Linked DNA regions of Danio rerio: region 1 is linked to region 2. Evidence: chromatin contacts called from public HiChIP or PLAC-seq data. All regions are on one chromosome and are shown on one strand. Each heading gives the region's core, a stretch centred on a gene start, on an enhancer-like site or on the middle of the called end of the contact. The rest is flanking DNA. Distances are from core to core; before and after follow the strand shown.

Region 1 (6,962 bases), core at 2,602-5,101, 310 kb after region 2:
TGTGCCTTTTTATATTCTTACGCAAGTACAGGCTTGGTTTGCTGTTGTACAGCATTAGATAAATCCATGCACGGGGGTCTCTGACCACATGAAGTGAGCGAAGTGAATGACCTATGACCTCTTGAAGATATGGCAGCTTTAGGAACCAGCCGCCAGTGCCCAAGCTCAGCTCCGGTCTTGCGTTTGGGTACTTAACCAGGTGCTGCCTGAGCTCTTGTATGTATACCATGTCTATAGTAACACCCTTCCCTCCTTCAGTCTTTGATCGTTCTGAAAGCAACATTCTTCTCTTTCTTTGTCTTTTCACTTTGACATCATCCCCTGCTTCATCATTGATCTGGTGCAACTGAATATTCTGTAAGTGAAGTTTCACATTGTGGATTATGGAGTGAAACCATCCCTGAACTACTCGAAAGCGTCCATTTTGCGCATCTTCTCTGGACCACTCACAAGCATCAAGCAGGGAGCTGAAAGGAGAAACAGGCAACCGCAGGTAGGCAGAAGGGATCCGGAGGTATAAAAAGTCTGAGCTGTTATCAAAAAGGTGCTGAAGGATCTCTGCTCCCGAGCCTGGCATGGATGTGATTGTGATTACAGGGAGGACATCAGGGATGTTAGAGTCTGATGCATGATATATGCTGCTGTCTTTTGGCTTGTTACACAAGAGCTGTTCGCAGCCATAAAAGACCGACAAGAGTTCAGTCACCCACAAAAACAGCACACAGACAAGAGTGCAATGAATCAGCATGTTGAATGACACATGAAGCTTCCGTTTTTTGATTACAAAAGCTAAAGCAAAACATAAAGTCAGTATTGCTGAGATATTAACCAGAAATCCGAAGTCAAACACAAAATCTTTTGCGACTTGACTTGCCAAGGTTTGGATTCCCCTGCCAAACTGAACTATTCTTTGGTTGTCCTCTGTTTTAGCAAATCCTGCAAATCCCAAGTAGCCCTGTCTGGCCTCAATGTCAGCATAGTTTGTCACAACTGACACAACAGTCTCTGTGTCATTAAGAGTCACTGATATTTTTACTCCGTTTTTACTGTTGTCAATGAATCTGCAGTCTGAGACCTTGACATAAGGGCCATGCATCAAGTAAGCCACCCTTGTGATGGGATTCTCCATGCGAAAGGTCACGTTTATGAACTGTGTCCATCTCTTTTTGAATTCGGCAGCTTGTTCAGCTTCTTGTATCCTGGCAACAGGACTGGATCCTTGCACGTCCAGCCAAAACATTTTGTAATGTGCGTCCCACACATCCATCAAAGCCCCATTGTATTTCCCAAATGATCTGTGAGGAACGTACCTGAAATCAATGTCTAGGTTGTGAAAAAAGGCACTAAAAGAACTGAGAGGAGAGTGCTCGTGTTTTTCGATGTGATCCAGTACAAGCAACGTTTGAGAGTTGAGAAGTACAAGTGACCTATACACACTCTTTAGCTTCATGGCAGATGAATAGGCTGACACAGACTCTCCACTCACAAATAACATGTCCTGATGTGACACAGCAGAGATGACCTCCCCGGCTGTATTGCCGACTTCCTTTTCTCCCCATCGTAGCCACTTTGAACATTCCCCCAACTGTCCTTCCCATGGCTCATTACACTGACTGGTGGGTGAGGGGGCAAATACCAGCACATTATTAAGATAGCTGTACTTAGGTCCATACAAGGCCTCAGAGACAAACACCTGTCCATTTGGTGCAAAAGTGAAGGAGTTTTGATCAGGGTGCTCGTGCCCTGGGTTGAAGTTCATCCAGCCATCTACCCAAGAGTAAGGTTGAGCGTGGACTATATCGTAGACTGCTCGTCCTCCTAATTTTCCAGATTTAAATGAGACAAAGGTATTACCCTGAGCTCGAGTTAACCCTGCTCCATATGTCACCACACCCCAGTTGGAGAAAATATGCATGGCTGCTTTGTTAAAGTCAGACGGAGGCTGCGGAGTTAACTCAGAATTATACCATATGTACTCTGTATGTAAAGTAGCCCAGCGTTGAGCTGCTGATTGCATCATGGGGCCGTCTTTAGGACGATGCTTCCTAATTTGCTCTGCCAGCCAGTTTCCTGAGCCATTCCGGAGCACGTATGCATCCAGAAACACAAGCTGGCTCTCTGGCCCATAGAACCAGTTGTAATTAGAGTCTGCGATGCCAACAGTTCTTTGAAATCCAGGAAGCAGAGTGGCGAAGTAAAACATAAAATGAGCTCTAAGCCAGTTGTTCTGCATGTTGTCTATCTGAAAATGACGCAACGCTAAGTAAACATACTGAGTGATGGATTTTGCCGTGTAGCTACCATACGCAACACCTTCATCAAGAGAGCCATCAACGATGTGACTGAGGAGAAACATGGTCTTTTCCATGTAGTTTACTGATATTTGTTTCCATATCATTGTCTCGGGATCATTATGTTCCCCTGCCACAAGAGCACCAATTAGGATGGCTAGTATGTTAGTTGTCTGGTGGTTCTGCAGAAACTGCTTTCCCCATCCCCTGTGCTTGGAGAGCTCGAAAAGCTCCTCGGTAACAGAACGTATTTTTTTGAGATATCGCAATCTTCTCCGGGTATCAAGAAAGGGGTAAATGAAATCATATGCTGTGGCAAAACCAGTGAGAGAGTGGGCGATCGGAACCTCATCATTTGGAGCACTGGACACCATCCAATCTGGATATTCCACCATTCTGTCCATGTACTCAATCAAAAACTGAGAGGCGGCAGCATCCTCAGGTTGAAGCAGGCAATATAGTGCAAGAGGAGGCAAATTGTTGCCATAAATCTCATTCCATTTCTTGCCGAAATCCTCATGGTTCAATGGAGGCTGGTAAACAGCTGCATTAGATAACATAATAGAAACAGCATTTCGAATCACTTGGAATATGCGTCTATGTGTAGTGCTGGCCCTCTTTTTCATTAAACGCACCTCAGTATGATCAAAGTATAGCTTGGGGTGAAGGTGTTCTGACAATGTGGCATTGTCTCTTTGGTGCTCATTCAGAGACACATATCTGTCTGAGGCAGATGAAATTCCACAGAAAGCAAGTCCCACTGCCAAGACACAAAGCAGAAACGCAGACCTCTGCATGTTCTCCATGATCCAAGAAACAGATGTGGTGCTTTTTCTCTTCGAAAGCTCCTCCTCTGAAGCGCCCAGAAATGTTTTTTATTAGTCCAATTTGAACTCACATGTCGGGCTGCAGATATTTTTCCTTTTCATGCACAAAAAGTGTCAATATAGAAGAATAGGCAGTGAATAGGAACTATTCACAATTCTGTGAGAAAACATGCTTTACATTCCCATATATGGACATCCGTGAAAACTTGATGTACCCACGCAAAACTTCCTCATTTGTTTGAACGCTGTTGTATTTGTTTGAATAGAAATGTCATCAACCTCGCGGATATTTAAAGCATTATTTGAGCTAAGTGACAACGGAAATGTCATAAATGCAGATGTGTTAAATAAACTTCCGTTGTTAGTATCCTGTTTCCCGCGAGTCCTGTGGAGTTTTCCAGAGAAAGTTGCTGCGTTCGTCAGTAACTCTTCACAACACCATGTCACGGTTAGCGCCTTTTACTCAACTTGTGACACGAAAAGCGAGATAATCCATTAATCCACTTTGAGGTGAGGGAAACCGCTTGCTGGGACGATCCTATGTAGTGATGTTTCCTCTTTAAGCATACGACCAAAGACCATAAGCAGAGTTCAGAATGCTTACCGGCCATTTCAATGTCTCTTTGTAGGTTTAATGATAAGGTTTTATCCATCATGTTCATCGTCCGCCACAGAACTGGCTCATCTTCATCAAGACAAATCGTTTTCCTATCTTCCTAGTAATCTAATAGCTTAACTATTGCTTCTGCATTGGTAATTTTTAATGTGGTCAACAGATGGCGTCGTAATATCACATTGAGTGGCTCTATTAGGCAGTATTTTCGCTATTCTTATCACTTGGCTTATAAATAATTAATCAAATGGAATTACTATCTACTATAAAGTAGTTTAATAGGTATGATTTATTGTATTAGAGTCATGTTGACTCTGAAGAAGAGAGTGTGTCCTCTTTCACTTTCAATTGTTTCAATTCAATTCAAAATTGCTTTATTGGCATGACTGTAATTGATACAATGTTGCCAAAGCTTAAAATAGAAGGACAAATATAAAACTACAATAACATATCAAAATAAAAGAATAGAAACAAAATATCATAATGATTTAAAAATTAAATAAACAATGTAAGGAATAAAAATGTGCACATTGTTATTGCAAAATGTAATGCAATGTAATTGCGTTGTGGTACATAGACACCACATTCACACACTCAGTTGAATCAGAATTATTAGACCCTTTTTATTTTTTTATTTATTTTTTTACATTTTCACAGTGTGTCTAATGCTTTATCTTCTGGAGAATTATTTGTTTTATTTCGGCTAGAATAAAATCAGTTTTTAATTAAAAAAAAATTTTAGGGCCAAAATTATTAGCCCCTTTAAGCTAAATTTTTAAAAATAGTCTACAGAATAAACCATCGTTATAGAATAACTTACCTAATTATTCTAACCTGCCTAGTTAACCTAATTAACTTTGTTGGGCATTTAAATGTCACTTTAAGCTGTGTAAAAGTATCTAGAAAAAGTATCTATCTGTGTAAAAGTATCTAGCGGCCAGTGCTGCTGTCTGTCCCTGTCTGTTTCATTTGTTTCTCTTCAGTCATTTTGAGAAAGGTTCTTAATGTAGTTTGTTGAAATATGTGTCTCAGATTGCTTTAAAGTGTTGGCAGTGAAGGAGAAAGTGCACCTCCGTCTCGATCTCACCTGTCCTTATGAACACACACTCTTTGTTCTGTGGGTCTCCAGCTCTTTCTGTGTCTGCCGGTGTCCTGACATTTTAGTCTACCCATCAGATTATGCTACCAACACTGTATTCGAATGGATTTGAGGTTGGAGTTAGGGATTAGGTAGGTTAGGGCGATATTATAGTTCATATCACACTACTCCACATTAAAATTACACTTGTAGCAAAATCTGATCGTTAGCAAGATGCATCATCAAAATTTGCTACCTACTTTTTAAATGGGAGGTACTGTAGGACAATCTGACGAGGACAACACCAGTCCCTATGGCCAGTCTGTGTTCACTGAGCTTGTATTTGGGCAGGATCTGCCTTTGCTTTTTGTTTGTGGATATTCTTTCTATTCATAATTTAATTTGATCATCAGATAGAGTTTCAATTTACTTCGTGTTTTAGTTTCTATGACCATATGTTCCAAATGTGTATTTTTAGATTGTTTGATAATGTGATTTATTTAGATGTTTGTGTGAGAAGCAGTGCTGGTCTGGTACTGGTCAGGGTTCAACCCTTGAAATGCAGCGATTCTGTGGGACTTGATTTTAGATGCATCCTGAATTAGAGAGATCTTTTTTTCTATATTAATAATCAATGAGAATCTGCCTAATTCTGCCCTACATGCAGTTTTGCGTGTTCATTCATTCATTTTATTTTCGGCTAAGTTAATTAATCAGGGGACACCACAGAGGAATGAACCGCCAACTTATCCAGCATGTTTCACGCAGCAGATGCCTTTCCAGCTGCAACCCAACACAAGAAAACACCTGTACACTATGGCCAGTTTATCTAATTCAATTTACCTGTACCGCATGTCTTTGGACTGTGCGGGAAACCGAACACAGAAATGCCAACTGACCCAGCCAGGGCTCGAACCAGCGAAACCTTCTTGTTGTGAGGCGATTGTGCTACCCACTGCGCCACCGTGGCACCCACCATCGGGTGTTCTTCTTTGTAATTTAGGATCATTCTGCAGAATTCGTGTGTGAAGGGCTTTTTATACTTTTTTTTCATACGTTTTTTGAGTATACACATTTGCACATGCTAAAGAGAAAAATGCACACAGATACACACACAGGGAGCTCTAATATAAATTACTTTTGTAAAATGTAACAAATTTAATGATGAACACATCCCATCAAACATATGGTAGGCGATATATTAATTTGATTTGCTTGTTTCATATGATGGATTTTATAAAAATACTGCTTCATCCAAGATATTTCAACTTTATTTGATAAACAAAACAATCACAATATCCTTAATGCAGACTAATAGACAAGTTCATAAAAAAATGAAAACCTTATTACATATTATGATACTGTAAAGATTAACACAATACAAAGTAAACAAACAGTCCATGTTAATCCTCTTTCTTTGCTTCGGAGGTCTTTTCTGTGCTCTCAGGCTGCGATTCTATTGCCTTCTTTCCATGTGTATCCAACGCAGGGCTGGCTGTAGCTTCTTCCTCAGGTTTCTCATCGTCCGCAGGTACAGCAGTACATGTAGCATAGATAACCAATACAACTACACCCACTGGCAGTCCAAGCACAAAACAGGAGAACACCGGTGCTGTCTCGACCATCGACTGGGATCAGGGAGAGTTATGTTAGTTACTAGGACAACAGTGACCTAAATATTAGCCTCAAGTAAATATTTGATGAGGATGTGATCAGCCGTGTGTTTTGGTTTTTGATGTGTTAAGCTTTTTGTAAATATTTGGGGGAAAGTGTAAATCTAGTGTTAGTCAGACTTACCATCACAGTATTCTTCCCCTTATAGAAAATTCTCTTAGCGCACTGCCAAAATCCATTTCCTCCAAGGAGCTGATTAGGGAGAAAAAGGGAATTGCGTTGAGGAAATTAAAAGACAAAACAGACTGAGGAAAGCGTTCTTGTTGCTCATACCGTTGTGCTGCCATCCAGAACACTGTTGAGGAACTGAAGTAAATCCTCAATGGTCTCAGTGCTGCTTTCGGGTATATAGTATCCATCAATGGACATGTTTAGCACAATAATGGAAGGCATCGCAAGTTCCCTGAGAAGATGGAACACATTTGTGGTGATTATATATATATAAAACATGAAATAAAAACGTTGAAATTTGATTTGAC
Region 2 (7,356 bases), core at 226-2,725:
ACAGGATTTTCCCCGCCCACTGAATTGATTGACAGCCGCGTATTAACATGTCTCTGTAACAACACGTATAATCATATCAACAAGACAGGACATGGGCAAAGCAATTAGGATTTGATTTGTTCAGCTCTCTGTGATCATCAAACATTATCAAATGTGATGAAGTTTTAAAACATTTTTACACTGCATGTTTGTACTTTACTTTACCTTATGTGTCTTTACTTTATCACACCACTTTATCATTGCCGGAACAAATTTACAAGTATTTTCAAAAAGGGCCTGTTCACACACACAGACCTTTCCGAATAATTGCTGGTAATTTTTCGGAAAGGTCTGTATGTGTGAAAGAGGCTAATGTGTGTGACTCATCATTGCTGAAAGGTTTGAATTAACTTCACAACCAATACATCCAATAATCATTGGCAAAGTTCTTAGTATTTCTAACAAATTGACGCAGCAGAGGTGGAGTTTGAGGCCCACTCAGGCACATGGGAACAGCACAAAAACAGCTACATTTTGTTCAGAGCAAAATATTCCAATATTCTTAAAGGTAGAATAAATAGTCTAATGGGTGTTTTGAGCTGAAAGAAATAGAGAAATAAAAGACTTATCTTAAATCTTGCAAAGGGGGTAAATTAGGTGCCCTTCAATGGCGAAATAAGTCTTCAAGCCAATTATTTCTTGAATATTTCCTAAAAAACATTTGAAACCAGCTTGAATGCAAATTAAGCATGTTTTAAACTAGACTTTTAGCCAGTCTTATATTTGACATTGACCCATATTCTGTCTGAGTATGATAATAGAGCAACTCTTTCCTTTGCTAGGACTTGAGATGGTACATATTTGCTTTATTTTTCCAAATCTTTGCATTGGAGCACCATCCCTCTTCCTCTGTCTGTTTCCCCCTCCCATCCCGTTTCCCTTCAGCCCTAAAGATTAATGTGCTCCACTTTCAGCAGTGCTGTCAAATACCCATCCAGAGGAAAGAGCTGAATGTCCATTTTGCTCACCTGTTGCGTCCAGCCTGCACCTGCATCTCACACGGCAACCTCTGAAATGCCAGAAGTCATGTTGTCTTAATCTGTGGTTCAAATGCGAGCCGCTATTCTAAAAAGAATGACAGTAAATCAAGCCAGCATCTGTGCTGACAGACACACTTTTTTGTATATTTTCCTGACTCTTTCTCTCTCTCTCTCCCTGATTTTCTTCATCCTCTCTCCCTGATGTCTGTTCTCACCGCAGGTTTGAGGGCTTCAACTACAATCATCGTTCATTCCTGTGGTCTCTCCCATCAATCACCGGTCAGACGGTCTGGTCTGTCTGGCTGCCCGTGCCAGTGCTGAGGGTGGTGCATCATTTCCAAGGAGCCAACTATTCACCTTAAGATCTCTGCAGTCCGTTCAGTACGGAGGAGTGTATTTTTTTTGTTTCCTTTTTTTTTACTTTCATCCTTTCAACAAATGATGCAGATTGGCTCTGCAGTGTGGACTGGACTGGCTGTAATGACTATACTGCTGTTGGCCCAGCGGGATGTGGGCTGTGGGGGGATGACTTTGAATTCTGTCCCGCTCCGTTCTGTTTCCCTGAGGCCCCTCAGAGATTCTGTGGGCACATCCCTTCAAAGACATAAGCGCAACTGGGTGTGGAACCAATTCTTTGTCCTAGAGGAGTACACTGGAGATGAACCTCTTTATGTTGGCAAGGTAGGAAAAATATATTCAAGTGGCTTTGATATTTTGCATGTACCCTCTTAAGAGCACTGAGGTCATTCCTGGTATTACAATCTCTTGTTTTTTATATACACGCTATGTATTACCATAGTCATTACATAAGCTGGATAATAACTACTGTAGGTACTCTATCTTTATTCTTACCCCTGAACCAAACCTTAACCCTTGTAGTGTCTTTATATAACCAAGTACTTATTTGTATTAAGTGCATGAACATTAAGTGCATGTACTGTAAAACAAAGTGCAACCAAGATTGATTTGATCAAAAGTGGTCAAACAAGCATTGCTGTTTATTTCTGGTAGTCACATAAACTCAAAAGTTTTGGCTTGTAATATTAAGTAAACAATGTACACCCAGCTGGTTTTGATCATAGAATAAACCCCAACAGAAATCTTTATGTACTGTATGGGATAAAATATATTCAGAAGGTTGTTATTGCAGAATAAAGCCCGGCAGGCTTATCGGCAGTTGTTATATAAGCCTGAAGGGCTTTATTCAGTGAAAACAACCGCCTGGATGCACATTTTCTTGCTTATTACATGGCTACTTGCCACAAAATCTAAAATATAGACAGCAAACTTTGTTCTGACATGTAATCATTTAATAATTCTTTAATTAAAGGAAAATTAAAGTAAATTAAAGTGTCTAAATAGAGTATACGCCAACCTATATGTTATTCGCTCACAGAATAGTACCAAACAGCAGTGTATTAATGTGGATGTATGCATCTGTATGTGAAATGATTAATTGATGGTCAAGATGATTTAAAGTACCTAGATAAGACTGTGTTATTAGTTTTAGTGGTTGTTATATGGGTATAACATAGCATGGAATTTTGCAACTGACTAATCAGAATCACAGTGTAACAAATTTGTTGAGAACAACTAGCTGGATGTGCATTATTCCACTTCTGAACACAATAACTATATCAAAGTACTTAGTTTTGGTATAGATATTGGAATATTGACAGTTGTTAACAGCAAATAACACACTTCAGAATGTTGCAGCTGACTAATCAGTATTGGGTATTGCAGAGAACCATGCTTGGTTGAGTTGCATTTATTTATTAAATTTAAATATATAAACCATTTGAATGTGGTCATGTCATTGGCCCATTAACATTTCCTGCTTGTTATCAAGCTATTTCCAGCTATAACAAGAGGCAACTTAACTATTACTTAATGTTAAAACAGCTTTTATAACCTTATTTATCAATATCTGTCTCTTTTTGGATTCTTGAAAGCTATAGGAATAAAAATGTAAAACAAGAAATATGTTGGGACCATTGTTTTTCTTGACATCCTTTAAAATGGTCTATAAATGTTTTTATATTTTTTACATTGTCACTGTTGTTTATTTTGTTTCATCTTTGCTGCAAAAATATGTCAAATAAATCCCCCAAAATGAATACTACTTGTTCTAGGTGTAAATGGGGTCCTAGATCGCATTCAGTGGCTTCCTGATAACTGAGCTGACATGTTTTTTTAGATGTACTTTGGATGCCCAGAAGCCAGTAGAGCTGTCCAGTCACGGAGACTTATTTCTCTGGAGTGTCTGTAAGGTCTTGAGCCTCGACTGTACATGATTGTCATTTCTGCTAACCCCAGAACACTAATTAAGCATGACTAGCTTTTTTGTATAGTCTTGGCATATGGAGGCATCCTAATACAGGCTCTTGTTTATAATAATAATAATTAATAATTCACAAATTGTCATATTTATTTTAAATATACAGTGGGTGACATTTTAAAAGGAGCATTACCATCGCGAGTGGCACTGCCGCCACACTAACACATATTTTTTGGTACAACCGCAGTTTGCAATTATGCCGCCAGGGGGCACAAAGGGACAGGATGCGAATGAACAGAAATATACAGTAGCTGTAAATACCCTGCTACTTGTAATTAAAGATAAATAATGAAAGAAAGCGTTATAATTCCTCTATTAATCATTAAAAACTTGTTAACAAGCTTTATTATCATTGTAAACTTGTTAAGTGAAATGAGGATTCATTTTGGAAAGTTAATAAAAAAAATTAAAAGACAACTAAAATGAAAGTACAAACATACATACAAATAAGTAGGCCTACATAAATTAATGAAAGAAAGAAAGAAAAAAAAGAAAGAAAGAAAGAAAGAAAGAAAGAAAGAAAGAAAGAAAGAAAGAAAGAAAGAAAGAAAGAAAGAAACCAAAATGGATACTACTCTTTCTAGGTATATCCAGTGGCTTCCTGTTAACTGAGCTGACATGTTTATTAAGATAATGTACTTTGGATCCCCAGAAGCCAGTAGAGCTGTCCAGTCACGGATACTTATTTCTCTGGAGTGTCCGTAAGGTCTTGTGTCTCAGCTGCACATGATTGTCATTTCTGCTAACCCTGGAGCACTAATTAAGCATGACTAGCTTTTGTCTATAGCTGGGGTCTCAAACTTCCGGCCCGCAGGCCATTTACGGCCCCTTCTCCTTTTCCTCCCTCCGGCCAGCAACTGACGTCAAAAATTTATGTGATTCAGCCCGCCAAAACATATATTTTTAAACCACTATCATTGTTGTGCAGTTGCATCTAGCAATTTATGGTTTTGACCCGCCACCTAGTCGATATTTATAGTACTGTATTCAGATTAGTTTTACTTTCATTTTCTCTCAGTGTATGGTTGAGAATAACACACATGCGTTTTATTTCTCTGGCTGATTTAAACGTTAAATAAGTGTAAGTGTTCTATTTTTACTAAAGCTCTATTTTTGTAAATATTCAAGGGCCGTTTGATTATTTCCAGTTTTATACCACTTGTATTTTCTTGTACAAACACGTCTTCATGGCTTACACCTCATGCTGGTGGTGTAGCAAATATGATAATTTTGCTAATATTTGATTCAAATGGTCTCATTTAATAGATTTTCTTCATATGCTTATTAAGATTTGCATAAAAACTATACACATTAGTAAAATTGTACTTCTAGTTGATGTAAATGTGAATATGTTCATACTTTCCCCTTATTTGTTATAGTTTTATAAAAAAAAAAGAAAGATGTTTAAAAGAACAATTGCAAGTAAAGTCCAATCGGCTTTCTAATAATGCTTATTATTTGTAGTATTTCATAGCAATTTAAACTCCCTCTTCAATGTGTTCAACAATAAACAAAAAGCTAGAGTTCTGACTGCATATAGTCTGTAAAAAAAAATGGCTGAATGTGTGTCTAGCGCTCAGCTATACACACAACAATCACAGATATATTTCAGCAGCTGATGTGTAAAACGATAAACGTGCCGATTTGCATTATCACTAATGGCAAGTAATGCTTGAAATATAAACGTCATGTCTGTTATTCTAAGATGCATCAATTATGTCAGGTTTCCACTTTTTTCTAATGCTTAAATGTTAAAATGGCTCTTTAATAAATTGTCACTCACTAAAAAGGCTCCTCGCCAATTTGAGTTTGAGACCCCTGGTCTATAGTTTTGGCATATGGAGGCCTTCTAATACAGACTCTTGCTTGTAATAATTAACAATACCTTTTACAATCTGTACCTGTCATTTTCATTTTAAATATATACTATGAGAAATCCAATTTTCTTTGATTGTTTGACATACAGTATGTGCTATAGAAATATACTCAAATGTTCTTCTTTAGTACTATAAAAAAAAGCAATTATTGAAATTGGAACTGAAAAGCTACTGTTGATTGCAGAGAAAGAGAGAGAGAGAGAGAGGCAGAAAAATGTCATTAAAATTCTAATAAATTCTTGAATATATAGTTCAACAACTTTTGATTGCCACATTTGCTGAGCTGATGTTTTAAAATAACAGCACTGCATCTGCCAATTAGAAAGCTCATTATGGCTTAGTAAAATTACAGAAACCTTCACATGCCTCATGTCTCTGTCATGATGAGGTATAAAAGTACCTTTTTTGAGGATGTGTCAATCACACTCCTTAATGAAGCGCATGTGAAGAACAGATGCTCTTTCTATACATATGTCCTACACGTGCACATTGCATTCAATAATATGCTATAGCAATACTCTCAGGCAGTTTTAAAAGCTTAGCTAATGTTCATTTTCCAACATTTTAAATAAAAGCGTTTGAGAATGGAGGTTGACATACGTTGTTACATCAAAGCTCCGGCTTTTAAAGTGTTTTAGCCATCACTTTCCCTCATATTAATGCAAGCCTATAGATGAGCGTATGGCTTATGAATATCTGATGCATTGTTTGATCAGAACTCTTTGGCATGCACATGGTTGTGTGTTTAATGAATATCACATGTAGTGCTTGATCAAACCTCTTTGATATGATGTGGATTTTATAGTCCAGAGTTACAGTAGATGTACCACACAAAAAGGAAAAAAAAACAGGCATAAAAGAAAGCATTTTTAAGCAGTGGCTTCAGTCTGCTAGCACTCTGATTGCTTTATATTCAGAGCCTTGTAAGTAGTTAGCTCATTGCTAAATGCAATGGCAGCCAAACACTTTCCGTTTTAAAGATAATGAGCCAGATACTCCAACATGCCACCTGCTCTACTATGCTTGGCTTTTACAATACATTATCTCTCAGCCACTATATCACACACAGACACATAGACACACACTATCACACACACTCAAACTCTGACAGCCAGGTTGAACCTTATTAGATTTTGGCTCATCTCCAATTCACTCTAGCCGGAGGGATCCGGGCAAAAGAGAAGTGACTGAACACAAATGTTTCCCCCGCTCTGAATGATGATCAGTGGAGTAATGTACAGTAAGAGGTGGCCTTTCTCTCCAGCTTCTTATAAGAAAAGTCCAAAATTAAATCTCTACAGCAGGGGTGTCTTTTTCATATAAAGGGCCTAAAACCAAGCATCATTGTGAGCCGTGAGCTGAAGGTAAATATACCAAACTGTATTACATTAAATTTGCCATGGTTAATTTCCTAATTTGTTTCATAATATTTAAAGATAAATAAATGAAAAAGCATTACTTTAAATTGTATTAACTAATGCTGTGTATTTTTTTAAAATGATAACCACAGTGAACTGGATTAAACTGAACTTCAACCCAGAAACTGGACTGATGCAGTTTCTAGTAACCTTCAGTTACTAGAAGGCCTATGTTAAGCTGCTTTGACACAGTTTACAGTTTAAAACACTATATAAATGAGATGTGAATTGAATTAAATAAATTAATGCAATTAAAACATAACAGTAAACAGCGGAATTCAATGATTCAATGATACACTTCTCAAGCAGAATATGCCTCGGCCTTGATTTGCACACCAAAATCTCTGCTTTCATCAGGTGACAGTAAGTACATTTAAACTTAATCTGATTATCTGAGTTACAGTATTTAATTGAATCATTTCATTTCAATTACCTTTTAACAATAAAACACAAGGTTACATTAGATTTGAAATGAAAATCTCTAAATCATCCTCATTCTTCCACACTTCTTAGATGGTATGGCGGGCTCTGCTCTTGAATCTTTAAGATGTTTCTTACTGTTCTCACTGCTAGACATTACATCTAGTCTTTTACTTTGGTTTTCTACTTTTCATATTGTTCTCATGAGAACACAGCCCTAATTGCATAGCCCTGTACTAGAGATACATGATTCCTACAATATTAAGAATTATTTTATTTTTTTT

The links. HiChIP or PLAC-seq counts read pairs in DNA pulled down with a chosen protein or histone mark.
Region 1: an H3K4me3 HiChIP or PLAC-seq map of embryo shows a contact between it and region 2, with 7 times the contacts expected there. The contact joins the promoter of dsela here to the promoter of cdh7a in region 2. A contact is called at or near these places in 1 of 18 Hi-C or Micro-C datasets (caudal fin) and 1 of 4 datasets of contacts at active chromatin or transcription factors (embryo).

Annotation. Positions count from the first base shown.
Region 1 is chr2:30,652,322-30,659,283 of GRCz12tu, forward strand. dsela (dermatan sulfate epimerase like a) reads right to left here and starts at 3,852. Exons shown (of 1, transcript XM_691410.8): 1 at 1-3,852. The coding sequence starts at 3,097. tmx3a (thioredoxin related transmembrane protein 3a) reads right to left here. Exons shown (of 16, transcript NM_001020557.1): 14 at 6,757-6,886; 15 at 6,607-6,675; 16 at 6,065-6,437. The coding sequence ends at 6,213.
Region 2 is chr2:30,348,484-30,355,839 of GRCz12tu, forward strand. It overlaps cdh7a (cadherin 7a), which reads left to right and starts at 1,476. Exons shown (of 11, transcript NM_001077448.2): 1 at 1,476-1,700. The coding sequence starts at 1,500.